Linked DNA regions of Bos taurus: region 2 is linked to region 1. Evidence: chromatin contacts called from public Hi-C data. All regions are on one chromosome and are shown on one strand. The core of a region is the stretch at or near the end of the contact, and the rest is flanking DNA. Distances in the headings are between cores, read along the strand shown. Region 1 has its middle 190 kb from the start of TRIB1. Region 2 holds the start of NSMCE2 (NSE2 (MMS21) homolog, SMC5-SMC6 complex SUMO ligase).

The links. Hi-C and Micro-C count contacts between places; a contact is called where the count stands out from the background.
Region 2: a Hi-C map of liver shows a contact between it and region 1, with 2.5 times the contacts expected there. A contact is called at or near these places in 3 of 11 Hi-C or Micro-C datasets (liver, skeletal muscle and skin fibroblasts).

The regions. Positions count from the first base shown.
Region 1 is chr14:14,594,168-14,600,627 of ARS-UCD2.0, forward strand. No RefSeq gene overlaps it. Among named protein-coding and RNA genes, the nearest start is that of TRIB1, 190 kb to the right of the region's middle.
Region 2 is chr14:15,082,864-15,090,081 of ARS-UCD2.0, forward strand. NSMCE2 (NSE2 (MMS21) homolog, SMC5-SMC6 complex SUMO ligase) reads right to left here and starts at 4,988. Exons shown (of 8, transcript NM_001075797.3): 1 at 4,892-4,988. WASHC5 (WASH complex subunit 5) reads left to right here and starts at 5,069. Exons shown (of 29, transcript XM_002692622.6): 1 at 5,069-5,244.

The DNA of each region.
Region 1 (6,460 bases), core at 3,759-6,258:
CTCTCAGAAATAAATGAATTAGAGTCTCCAAGACCAAGAGGATCAGCTTGAGTGCAATAGCTCAGAAGTTTCTCAGTAGCCTCTTTACATCTTGGAACTTAACTCAGAATCTGCGAGCATAGAGGTTAAAACCAAAGAAAACAAAAATTAGAAATATTCCATTTAAATCTCCTTGTCTATTGAGAGCAAGGTGGCTTTATCTTACAGACCAGATGCAAACAGAGGCAGGCATTTTCCCCGGATCATCAGGAAACACAGTGAAACGCTGGACAGAGACAGTGGCCCTGACACAGACACCAGTCACACCAGCCTTGGCAAGAGCCTCCAAAGCTTGGCTGTAGACATCGGAGCAGAAAGTTGGAGCTGAAGAAGGGAAAAGTAAACACTACATGGGAGCCAGAAGGACAGAGTCCACAGGTACACACGAGCCATCCCCTGGGACTCCAGAAATAACTGAGGTGAGACTCTTGGCAAGGACCCCAAGGCCATAGTGAAAGAGACTAGCACCAGGTGAGCACAGATAAATCAGTAAATACATACATATATATATGTATGTATTGATGATGATAAAGGTGATGGATGTGACCCTGACTCTTGCCCAAACATGTGATCCCTGGGGACTTAGGAATATAAAATCATGTTTTTCCTAATGGTATTGTAAGTCCCTATAGTACAGCAACTCACCTCACCTTCTAGTGTGTTGTTAAACACTCAACACTAGGTGAACAATATAGATGAAGAGAAAGACACAATTTTCTTTTCTATTTAATGAAAGAAGTGAAAGTGTTAGTCACGTCTGACTCTTTGCAACCCCATAGACTGCAGCCTGCCAGCCACCTCTGTCCTTGGAATTCACTGGACAGAGGCAAGACACTGGAGTGTGTAGCCATTCCCTTCTCCAGGGGATCTTCCCAAGATCCAGAGGTGGAACCCAGGTCTCCCGCATTGCAAAAAGATTCTTTACTATCTGAGCCACCAGAGAAGTCCTTGTTTAATGAGCTTAATACAAAAAGTTTAAGCTTCCTCCCCTTGCCCTTATCCCTTGGTTAGAGGCTGCTTTTTCGCTGGGTCTGCTGAGGACAGAAGCCTGTGTATTCAGTGCTTCACACTGGCCTACTCATCATCACATCACAGCCAGACCCACCTCAAATTGGAAAGTACAACCTCAAAGCCCTCCCAGGGCCCAGCTCTAAGAACAATCAACCCAGAAAACGTGGAACGGAGAAAGCATCTTTGCAGTCATGGGCCATTTCCAAAATAATAAATGACACTGCTATAAAGCACAAAGTGTGGGGGTCCCTTGTTTCACAGCAACAGGTAATTAACACACCCTCGACTGAAGGGCTGCGCCCACACTTTAGATAACACTATTCTGAAGGACCGACATTAAGTCACCATTCCAGTGGGGTGAGTGGGATAATGATGAAAAGCAGAGGCAGAAAGCTAGATGAGAAGTCAAAAGCCTCGCATTCTGGTTCCAGCTCTATCAAGACTCCCCAGCTGCGTGAGCTCCGTGAGATCATTTCCTCTTCTGTAAAGTGGAATTCATGATAAATACCCATCTTACGTCACACTGTCATTATTAGACTCAGATGACAGAACCCCAGCAAAGCTTTGTTAATACATGAGATTATATCCCAAGTAAGGGGTTATAATCATCCACGTTATCAAAATCATTCTTATGGATGGATGTTACAAAGTAAAGCTGGCCAAAGTTAAAATGGTTCAGTCAAAGTAAACAGAACCCACTCCGAGTATTTGGAACAAGGTGAAGTTAACATGGGAAATGGGCTACGCAGCTGATGGAAAGGCTGGAAACCCCACCAAGAAGTAATGGGGCCACCCAACGATTAATAATAGCAGCAAGTCCCTTAGCTGGAGGGACAGAAAGAAACGGCAGGATCATACGAACCCAAGGCCTGGGGTCATCTTATAAGAATGACCCCAGGAACCGTGGTGGGAGCCAGAGCCAAGAACGAAATGCAACCTCTGCCACACGCTTCTGAAGGCGGCGGGGAGAGGAAATGCCCTTTCCCATTTCTCCCTTCCTGATGCCCTTCAGTAATGGTCCAGTGCCTCCCATGTGCCAGACCCAGCCAGAAACCAGCTAACACAGGAGTGACAAGTGGACCTGGAGCCAACAAGCCCTGGGCCAAAGAAGCAGTCTGTTCAACCAGAAATGCAATAATACACTGGAAATGGAAGTAACACACTACAAAGTTCCAAAGACTCAGACTCCAAAAGATTGCCTGGCCATTCATCTGGTGCAATCCCTCATTCTCCAGGTGAGGCTTCAAAGAGGACAATGATATGACTTGCCCCAAATCAGCTGGCTAAGGGCAGCCTGGAACCAGGGCCTCTGAATTCCCAGTTCATAGCTTTTCTTCACAGCGTTAATTTTACCATAAAGACTAGCAGAGGCACTTGAGCTTCACAACAGGAGGTATTCCAATAGTTGATTTCTAAGATGGCTATTTGAACCTGAGAACTCACTTTCCCCTGAAACAAGGTTATCTTGGCTGACTGACAGTGGTCCCAGTCTGGCTATTGAGCCCACAACACGAGAAGAAAGGAGGGCTTCCCAGGTGGCTCAGTGGTAAAGAACCCACCTGACAATGCAGGAGACTCGAGAGATGTGGGTTTGATCCCTGGGTTAGGAAGATCCCCTGGAGTAGGAAATGGCAACCCGCTCCAGTATTCTTGCCTGGAGAATCCCACAGACAGAGGAGCCTGGCAGGCTGAAGTCCAGGGGGTCCCAGAGAGTCAGACACTACTGAGCGACTAAACACACACGCACAACAGGCTGATGAGCATCTTTGTCCCAGGGCAGAAGAGAAGAGAGTCTCCCCCATGTGCTTGCTCTGTCATCCAAGGTGTGATGGGCGTGGGGACCCCCACCACCCCTACTGCTATTCCTTCCCACAGTGGCCATTCCTGGGGCTGCAGGGCCAGCAATGGAGTAAAGAGCACCTGGAAGGCTGAGAGCAGGTTCTTTTTTTGTTTGTTTAATACCTTTGTACCCTCAGCACCCTTCCAGTAACCAGCCCAGCTCAGTCCTGTGATTGCCAGCATGCCCTCCCTAGAGGGGTCTGAAATAGCAACTTCAAAGAATAGGCGCTATTATGAAATCACTTTATATTAGGAAAATGAAAAAAAAAAGTCTTTTGTTTTTCTACTACAAGTGAAACAGTAAAATTTGCGTGCATAAGCACAAAGTGCTCTTAGATGGTGAGGAAAGTGAGGGGAGATGCTGAGAGATGGGGGCCTGTTATCTGTGAGATGAAGGCCCCATTCTCCGGGGCTGCAGTGGGTTCATTCTCCTGCGATTTGGGCAGAGGATTCTTTAACTGCTGCAAGGTTGCCCACACTAGATCTTCTGGTTTTGGACGTGGCTCCTACAATTCGTGAGCTCCAATTTCAATAACCAACCACCCAAAAGAAAGAAAATACCCATCCACCCAAAAACGAGAATGAGGGCAAATTCCCCAGGAACTTAAAATGCAACTTTGGTGCTAATGCAGAAATGGAAACCGAAATACACTTTCTGCTTTGCAGGTCAAAACGCAGAGACGTATTTCCTCAAAACTTGACCCTGCCTCCCAGCTGCAGAGAACAGGAAATCCAAGTCTATAGAGCTTTGCTGCATTCACACTCCAGTGGCCTCGGCCGTGAAGCTTCCCTACCCTGCGGGGTGGAAGTGATTGGTCCCCATCCCTCACCCCCTGCCCCTCTTTCTTGTTCCCATCCCACTGGGTCAAGGACACCAAATACAGTCCCACAAGTAGAACACTGGCCAATTCAGGAGATGCCATTTCCGTCAGCTGCGGTGCGAATGGCACCCCCCGGAGTTGTGCCACGCTTCTATTAGAACATCTTGCCGATGGCAGTGTTAAGACTGACACCTACAAGGCCACAAGCTTCTGGCTGAACTACAGTCATCTCTGTGACTCTAGCACCTAACACAGTGCCTGGTACAGAGAATCTCGATGTGAACTTGAAGGGATTTCAGAAGCAATGAATTTGAGAGGAGAGTCAGCACCCCCACTTAGACAGGAAATAAGTAGTTATTTTAAATAGCAGTAGCATCCTAATTAAAGTATGGATTCTTCTTCAAATAACCTTGGATACTTTAAAGAGTAAATATACAGAGTGATTAAGATCTCTGGCTCTGAGATCAGAAGGATTTGGTTTTGAATCCTTGCTCCACAACTACTAATCCAAAGGTCTCTAAGCCTTAGTCTCCTCATCTGTGAAGATCTACTAAGATCACGCCTTAGCCTAGTGTCTGATACACAGTAATGTACAGTATGTCTTGGGTGTAATGATGAAGTAGATTGTTAATGGCAATTAAGCAACATTTAAATGTTAATCCTAAAAGGCACATTTTAGTTATCAATATTTATATCCCACAAGAATGAATATGCCCAGGGCATACTGAGTGCTTGTGTGTGTGTGTGTGTGCGCGCTCAGTCGTGTCTGACTCTTTGCAGCCCCATGGACTGTGGCCCACCAGGTTCCTCCGTCCATGGAATTTTCCAGGCAAGAATACTGGATGGGTTATGGGTTACTATTTCCTACCCCGAGGGGATCTTCCCTACCCAGGGATCGAACCCAAGTCTCTTGAGTCTCCTGCATTGGTGGATTCTTTACCACCTGGCCATCTGGGAAGCCTCTGTTGAGTGCTTAGTTAATGCTTATTGAATGAGAGAGAAAGGAGAGACCTAGTGAGAGAATGAGAATCAAGGGTGGAGGGGAGTGAGTAGGGAGAGGGAAGAAGGGAGGGTGGAAGGGAAGAGGGCACTGAACCAGGAGTCTGGAGAGATACAGCTTCAAATTTGACACCACTAACACTGTGACCTTAAGTCCCTTTCTTGGTCTCAATATACTCCTTTTTTAAGATCAAAGGTCATTAGTCGATGTCTCAGGTCCCTTCTCCATATCCCCTCTCTGCTCTCTCCTGATCCTTTTTTGCAGCTTTCCTTCACATCCTGCAGGTGGTGCTGCTGAGTTAAGAAGAAAACCTGTTTTTCTGCAGCCTGGTTCCCAGCTGCCAAGTCTCTGCTTGAATAGCAGACTGGGAACCAAAGAAATCACTTACTTGTTGCTGAAAATGCCCCGGGGCAGTAAACGAATCATTCCGTTTCCTTTCTCGCCTACTTGGCCTCTCCTGGTGCCATGAAATCTCTCTGGGTGTGGGGAGGCAGCTGGCCCTGAAATTCCGAGTCCAGTTCCACTACTTCCTGGCCAGTGACCTTGAGCAAAGGCATTTGCCCTTTTGAAGTGTCAATACGGACAGCCCTGGAAACAGTGGGAAAATTTGTTAAGTAGTGTTCAGCAGTTGAAGAGCCCAGTGCCTGGCCCATAGTAGATATTCAAGAAATTCATTTGCCTTTCCTTCCCTGCTTTTCACTCACTAAGGACTACGGCTAGTGTTGAGAAGAAATGAACTGTGCAGTGCCAGAGTGATGAGGAGGTGGGCTTTCCAAGGGGATTCACTGAGGACAAGACATGTCATCTGAGGCTGGAAAGATGAGAAGGAGAGATGGCCCAGGCAAAAGGGCCACCCTATGCAAAGACAGCCAGTCTTACCCAACTCCCCTGCCCCATACTTTACAGACTGATCCTGAGTCCAGTGGCTGTGTCTCCTGAGCCCAGAGCCCACCTTGTTCACGCCTCTACGAAGGTATCTGCCTATGTTGTAAGTTATATATATCCAGTCATGTCTCTTTAAGGACTAGGAGTGAATTTTATTCATCTTTGCCTCCCTGGAGCCTGGCACAATAAATGCCTTAATGAATAGATGAGCCGACGAATGTACCACCTTGGCATCATCCTGGCCCTTTTTCTCTGCACGCTAAGTTGATTCAGTCATGTCTGACTCTTTGCAACCCCATGAACCATACCCTGCCAAGCTCTTCTGTCCAGGGGATTTTTCAGGCAAGAATACTGGAGTGGGTTGCCACTTCCTGCTTCAGGGGATCTTCCCAACCTAGGGATTGAACTCATGCCTATTATGTCTCCTGCATTGCAGGTAGGTTCTTTACCACTAGCATCACCTGGGAAGCCCTCTCTTTTTCTCTAAGCTTTTTTTTTTTTTTTAATGTGGACCATTTTTAAAGTCGGTATTAAATTTGTTACAATATTGTTTCCATTTCACATTTTGGTTTTTTGGCCTCCAGACCTGTAGAATCTTAGCTCCCTGACCAGGAATCAAATCAACAACCCCTGCATTGGAAGGCCAAGTCTTAACCACTGGATTGCCAGGGAAGTCCCTCATCCAGTCGCTCATTGGATGTCTCTATACGTAGGCATCCTGACCTTTAGCTGCACCTCCCCCAACACGTATTTACCCCTTGATACCTGGTGGGTTCTCAATACATGCTCACATTGTTGAAATTAAGTTGCATTTTCATTTACTGAGTACCTGTAGTGTGCTGGGCACTGGAGATGCAAAGATATG
Region 2 (7,218 bases), core at 3,738-6,237, 490 kb after region 1:
CCCACCTATTTCCCATGAAGTGATGGGACCAGATGCCATGATCTTCGTTTTCTGAATGTTGAGCTTTAAGCCAACTTTTTCACTTTCCTCTTTCACTTTGATCAAGAGGCTTTTTAGTTCCTCTTCACTTTCTGCCATAAAGGTGGTATCATCTGCATATCTGAGGTTATTGATATTTCTCCCGGCAATCTTGATTCCAGCTTGTGCTTCTTCCAGCCCAGCGTTTCTCTTGATGTACTCTGCATAGAAGTTAAATAAGCAGGGTGACAATATACAGCCTTGATGTACTCCTTTTCTTATTTGGAACCAGTCTGTTGTTCCATGTTCAGTTCTAACTGTTGCTTCCTGACCTGCATATAGGTTTCTCAAGAGGCAGGTCAGGTGGTCTGGTATTCCCATCTCTTTCAGAATTTTCCACAGTTTATTGTGATCCACAGTCAAAGGCTTTGGCATAGTCAATAAAGCAGAAATGGATGTTTTTCTGGAACTGTCTTGCTTTTTCGATGATCCAGCGGATGTTGGCAATTTGATCTCCAGTTCCTCTGCCTTTTCTAACGCGGCTTGAACATCTAGAAGTTCACGGTTCACCTATTGCTGAAGCCTGGCTTGGAGAATTTTGAGCATTACTATACTAGCGTGTGAGATGAGTGCAATTGTGCAGTAGTTTGAGAATTATTTGGCAGTGCCTTTCTTCTAAACAGATTTAGAAGTCTTTTTATATCAATACCAAAACTTAAAAAAAAAAAAAATCATTATTCTTGGTACACAGTCATATTCTTTAATCAGTTTATTAGCCATCTGTCTTTAATACTATGACATGGGTGTTTCTGAAGATGTATTATCTCAGTGTGCTCTTATTATTTTTTCATAGGATTTCCTGAAATTCTCTTCAAAACTGCATGTCATGCTTATGAATGTGAAGCTGTTGACACCTTCAAATGAGTCTTTTCTGAAGACCATTTTTTTTTTAAACTGTAAAATACTACAAGTAACCTACTGTGAAGCTCAGAAGTAATACTTCTAAATGGAAAATGTTTTCTATTCTATTCTCATTTTTCCAATAGATATATGCAAATATTTCACCACTAATATTTTTACCTATTTCTGCCTCTATTCAGAGGATCTCTGTTCAACAAATATCTTTTATAAAACCAAACTTATCAACTAAGTAACCTTATTATTTTTGTCAATGCTCTGCTATGTAGAAACAATGCAAAAAAAAATATATTAAATAACCACATGTGTCTAGTGGCTACTGCACTCGACAGCACTGTTCTAGAAATACCATTATCAAAGTATTATATATATATACACACACACTATCACACACATACATACACATTAGGGGTTAGGCTAGTCACAGTATGAACAGGACATATGTTCCTAGAATATTAATTTTACTTAAAGAAAACATGAAACACATTTATATTAAAACAAACATTAGTTATGTTATAGAGTAAAACGTGGGGGCAATACTAGTAGGAGTTAACTTCTAAAAACTCCAGTGGGGGGTCAACAAGTAGCCTCTGGAGCCAGACTATGTGAGTTCTAAGCCTGATTTTGCCATTAAAGTTGCTGAGTAACTTGCGACAAATTATTTAACCTGTCAATGCCCTCCCTTCCCTTTCTGTAACATGAGGATGATCCAGCGCCAGTATCAAGGGTTACTGGGAGGACCAAATGAGTTCACTTGTTTAACACAACACTCAGAATAATGCCTGGTAAACCATCTTTTAAAATGAGAATAAATATCACCACTGACTTAATCATCACTGTGAGCAGCAATACAGAATAGTGCATAAGTGAAATGGACCCTGGTCACCAATGCCTGGAAATTCCACCTGTCCACATCACTCAAAACTGCATCACTCTGGTTGAACAGCTTAACTTCTCTATCTTCGGTTCTCACCCTCCCCCCCAACCCCGTTTAAAAAGGAGATAAGCCATTATTGTAAGGATAAATTAAATTTTATAGTTTTCTCAAACTTGTCTGATCTTAAGAATCAGTTGAAATACTTTCTAAAAATACAGATTAATGGATACTATCTCAGACCTACTGAATCAGTCTCTAGTGGACATTCTGAGGAAATGATATTTTTATGAAGCACCCCAAATAATTCAGGTATGGTGAACACTGAGATAATTGTGCCCTCCAAAATTCATGTTTACCCTAATTTCCAATGTGATGACATATGGAGATAGAGCCTGTGGGAGATGATTAGGTTTAAATGAGGGGGGAGCCCTCATGATGGGATTGGCATCGTTAGAAGAGGAAGAGACACAGGGCTCACTCTCTCTGTCCTTCATGTAAAGATACAGGAAGGTGGCCATCTGCAAACAAGGAGGAGAGCCCACCAGTACTCAACCACACCAACAACTTTTAGTCTTCAAAACTGTGAGAAATAAATTTCTGTTGCTTAAACCACCAGTTTATGATAATTTTTAACAGGAGCCTGAAGTAAGACACAATGTATGTAAGGATTAAGGGCTTTCCTGATAGCTCAGCTGGTGAAGAATCCGCAATGCAGGAGGCCCCAGTTCGATTCCTGGGCCTGGAAGATCCGCTGGAGAAGGGATAGGCTACCCACTCCAGTATTCTTGGGCTTCCCCGTGGTTCAGCTGGTAAAGAATCCGCCTGTAATCCAGGAGCCCCAGGTTTGATTGCTGGGTTGGGAAGATCCCCTGAAGAAGGGAAAAGCTACCCACTCCAATATTCTGGCCTAGAGAATTCCATGGGCTGTATAGTCCATGGGGTTGCAAAGAGTTGGACACGACTGAGCGACTTTCACTTTCACTTCTTCACCTTCATATAAGGATTAATATAATCCTGGACAAACGGAAAGCCATCCTTTTTATATGAATGCAAAATTCACATTACTCCAATGAAACTTTACACTTGCAGACAGGTGAGGGAAACATCTTTCTGTAATTCGGAAATACCAAGAGGAACGATTCAGATCCAAAAGCAAGAGAAATGGCTTTTCCCTATCTCTGACAGAGGAGCCTGGCAGGCAATAGTTCATAGGGTCGCAGAGTTGGACACGACTCAAGTGACTTAGCATGTAAGTACAGCTAAGTACGTAAGTCACAGGGCAGCCTGCCACAACAAAGAATTATTTGGTCCCAAATGTCAGTGCAGTAGTTGAGAAACCTTGGTTCAAACTGACCACTTCTTGAAGCCTTCCCGGGGGAACAGTAATTATTTTGTTCTCTATACCTATGGTCTCAAAGAAAGCTTAAAACACGATTACCCACTTCCTGAGTTTTTCCCCTAGCATATTCTGTTGCTTTCCCTACAGGCCTTGTCTTCATCAGTTGGTGCTGCTGCAACAAAATACCACAGACACAGTAACATATAAACAACAGAAACATTTCTACAGTTCTGGAGGTTATGAAGTCCAAGGTCAAGGCACCAGTACAGTCGCATTCTGCTGAAGGCCCTCTTCCTGTGGTTCATGGCCAAGGCCTTCTAGTTCTGTGTCTTTACATGGTAGAAGGGGTAAGAGACCTCTCCAGAGCCTCTTTTATAAAGGTATCAAGCCTACTTGGAGGGCTCCATCCTCACGATCTAAGCACTTCCCAAAGGCTCTAGCGCCTAATTGCCATTTCTTGGCTTTGGGAATTCAACATATGATCTGGGAGTGGGGTAGGAGAGGATATAAACATTCAGACCACAGCAGGTCTTTAAGATTCTCTGTAGATGGGGTGGCCAATAATCAGCTAATGTAAAAATAAAAATACCCCTCTCATCTTTGGGTACAGCAAGTGGTAAGCACACAAATAACCTAGATACTGTGCTGACCACCTTTAAATCCATAGGGCCCTATACAAATTCAGCCACCAGAGCTGTACCTTCTTTTTCAATATGCAAGGTTACATCTTTATGAAGCGTTCTCTTATCCATACAAACAATTGCTTGTTTTCTTCTTCATGCTACTACTATCCCCCTCCCCCAACCACACACACATATTCTACTTTAAAGTGAAAGTGAAAGTGAAGTCACTCAGTCCCCTCCGACTCTTTGCAACCCCATGCACTATAGCCTACCAGGCTCCTCTGTCCACGGGATTTTCCAGGCAATAGTACTGCAGTGGGTTGCCATTTCCTTCTCCAAGGGATCTTCCCAACCCAGGGATCGAACCCAGGTCCACTTGCTCACATGTCTGCCACTCTTTCACCTTGTCAGCAACTTAAACTAGAATTCTGACATATTCCACACTACATAAAACAGCCCCTCACACAAAATAGGCAACCAATAAAAATTTGGAAGAGTTACATCAATAACAGAAACCATTTCTATGTCCCCTATAGCATGCCATGAACTGGCATCCCTAAGCTTTGCTCTCATTATAGTTAATCCTCACAACCATTTACAGGAGAGAAGAGAAAAGGAAACTGACGCCCTGAGAGTTTATTTCAAATATGTGCCCAAGGCCCTGCTTTGAAAGCCAGCTCAAACCAGATTTATTTAGATCAAGAATTCGGGACCTCACACTACTGTATATAAACAGATAAACTATAGAGTCCTACTGTAAAGCACTGGGAACTATATTCAATATCTTAATAATCTATAATGGAAAAGAACCTGAAATATATACATATACACATATATGTCCGAATCACTTTGCTGTACACCTGAAACTAACACACTGTAAGTGAACAATATTTCAATAAAACATAATTCATGATCCACATATTTAGAGCCAAAGGATGGAGAGATGGCGTCTTGGAGAGTGAGGTCAACGGCCCCAGCCTCCCCGCTGTGACCGTGAAAAGAACCACGACCATAACCCAGGTCCACAGATAGCAGCTCCGGGCACCCGCCGAGCGCCCGAGAAGCAGGCGACACCCCTCGTCACCCTCCCATCGCTATCCCTCGCTCCTGCCTTACCTGGCTGCCGGATGTAGCTCTTGTCTGGCTGCGCCCGGATTCCCCGCGCCCGGACCCCAACTCCTTCCTTCACTCCCTTCCTCTGTCGCTGAAACGGCGAGCGCGGGCTCGGACGTCATCAGTAGTCGCCGGCGAGCGGTCACATGACGCCCCGCCGCCGCTCCCCGCCCCTCTGTCATGTGACAGCCGAGGGACCAGTGGCGGAAGCCGGGGTCTGGCCGGCTCAGGATAAGGGAAGGGCTGGGGGTAAAAGTGGAAGGACCCTTACGGAGACGGAGGGTGGGGGCCGGCGTGCAGACTCCGCGCACGACCGCGGGCCCTGCGCGTGCGCCCTGGCGCGGCCCGGGTGACAGGTGAGTCGGGGCAGTGTGCGCGCGCCGCCTCCTTCATGTCCCCCGTCCCCTCCCCCGCCCGGGGCTGGGCCGCGCTGGCCCAGGCGCGGGGCTGGGGAGATTTTGCGGCGTGGGGTGGGGTCTGGAAGGGGGAGCCTGGCGTTAGAGGACTGGGGGTTTTCCTGGAACCGCGGCTGCAGTTCAGACTCCGCATCTCCACTCAGGTGGAAACAGTTTTACACCCTGCTTTGGCGCTTTAGAAGCGATGATGTTCAGCTCCTTGGTCCGCATCTGATCCTTCCAGGTTTCCGGGAGTAAGGCTTTGTGGACGTCGTGATTCCTCCATTTACCCTCGAGAAACCTGAGTGGTTGGTGGAAGCTTTTACAGTCTGACGGACTTCAGTTTGAATTCTCGTTTTGCCATGGACTGAGTTTGGACAAGTCATTGCTGCTCTCTGCACCTTGGTTGCCTCACCTGTGACACGCCAAAGTCCTTTGCATTAAAAAAAAAAAAAAAATTCTGAGGGTCCTGATTTGTCTGTGGTAGTAAAGTAGTGAAGTGAAAGTCGCTCATTCGTGTCCGACTCTTTGCGACCCCATGGACTATACAGTCCATGGAATTCTCCAGGCCAGAATACTGGAGTGGGTAGCCTTTCCTTTCTCCGGGGGGGTCTTCTCAACCCAGGGATCGAGCCCAGGTCTCTCGCATTGCAGGCGGATTCTTTACCAACTGACCCACAAAGGGAAGCCCAAGAATACCGGAGTGGGTACAGTTAGAAAAACAGAAAACACAGAGCCTGGAAGGGAACTGGGTCTCCGGATAGATTGCAAGTGCGTGGAACTTCCTCCAACCTTGATGGTTGCCGGAAGGAGGGAGATTCTTCACTGCCTTTGTCCGCTACAAGGAACACCTTCCGATTTTTTTTATTCTGTTTCAGGATCCATGAATCAAACTAAAGTGATTAGGCTCATTTTAGAACTTTCCTGTAAGAGATGCGCCTGTGGTTTTTATCTCGATCAGCAACCGCTACAGTTTATTCCTGGTAATGGATGGGTGGGGACTAGTGCTCCGTTCTTTATGTAACTGAGGTTTTTATGAAAGGATTAAACTAGATCAGTCTTCTTTTGTCCTCTGTGTAGGATAAAGAATGATTCTTCCCAGGGAACTTTAATTTTCATAATTCAGTTCTGGACTCCTTGGGCAGTTGGTATAATGCTGCCATGCTTCATTCTTGAAAGCATGTTGTCTTTTGTCTAGAATTACTTTCCAAACTAAAAATCACAGTTCCATATCAGTTCTTTAAAATTAAGTTACAGCCACTTTTCTGGGTGCCTTGTAAAAAGAAACAGGAAATTGAGTGGAATTTCTGGTTTCATTTCATGGCAAATAATAAGACAACCTACACTGAGATGAGTGGTCATTATGAATTGTCTTCATTCCTAGCACCAGGAGAACCTCTAAAAGGAAGATTTAATATATTATAATTTCTTCTACCATGCTTATTCATACCTCATTCTAGAGTGATTTTTTTTTTTTAAGTCTCAACTAAGTCTTAACATCTGTAAAGCCACCTACCTCTGAGATCACTGCAACATGATTAGGCGTATTTAATGATGCTTCTTAAATTCTATTCTTTAGGACCAGTTTTTCAGCCAACAATGGGGCTATTTACCAAAGACTGTTGTCGTTGAGTCACAAAGTCAAATCTGACTCTTTGAGGCCCCATGGACTGTAGCCCACCAGGTTCCTCTGTCCATGGAATTTTCCAGGCAAGAATACTGAAGCGGGTTGCCATTTCCTTCTCCAGCGGATCTTTCCAACTCAGGGATTGAACCCATGCCTCCTATCTTGGCAGATGGGTTCCTTACCACTGAGCCACCAGGGAGGCCCACAAAAACTTTAGTCAAATTTGAAGTTGCCTTGAAGTTGCCTACAGTGTAACTCATTGGGTAAAAAGGATTTAAATAAGACACAGGCACACCAGAGTTTTGACT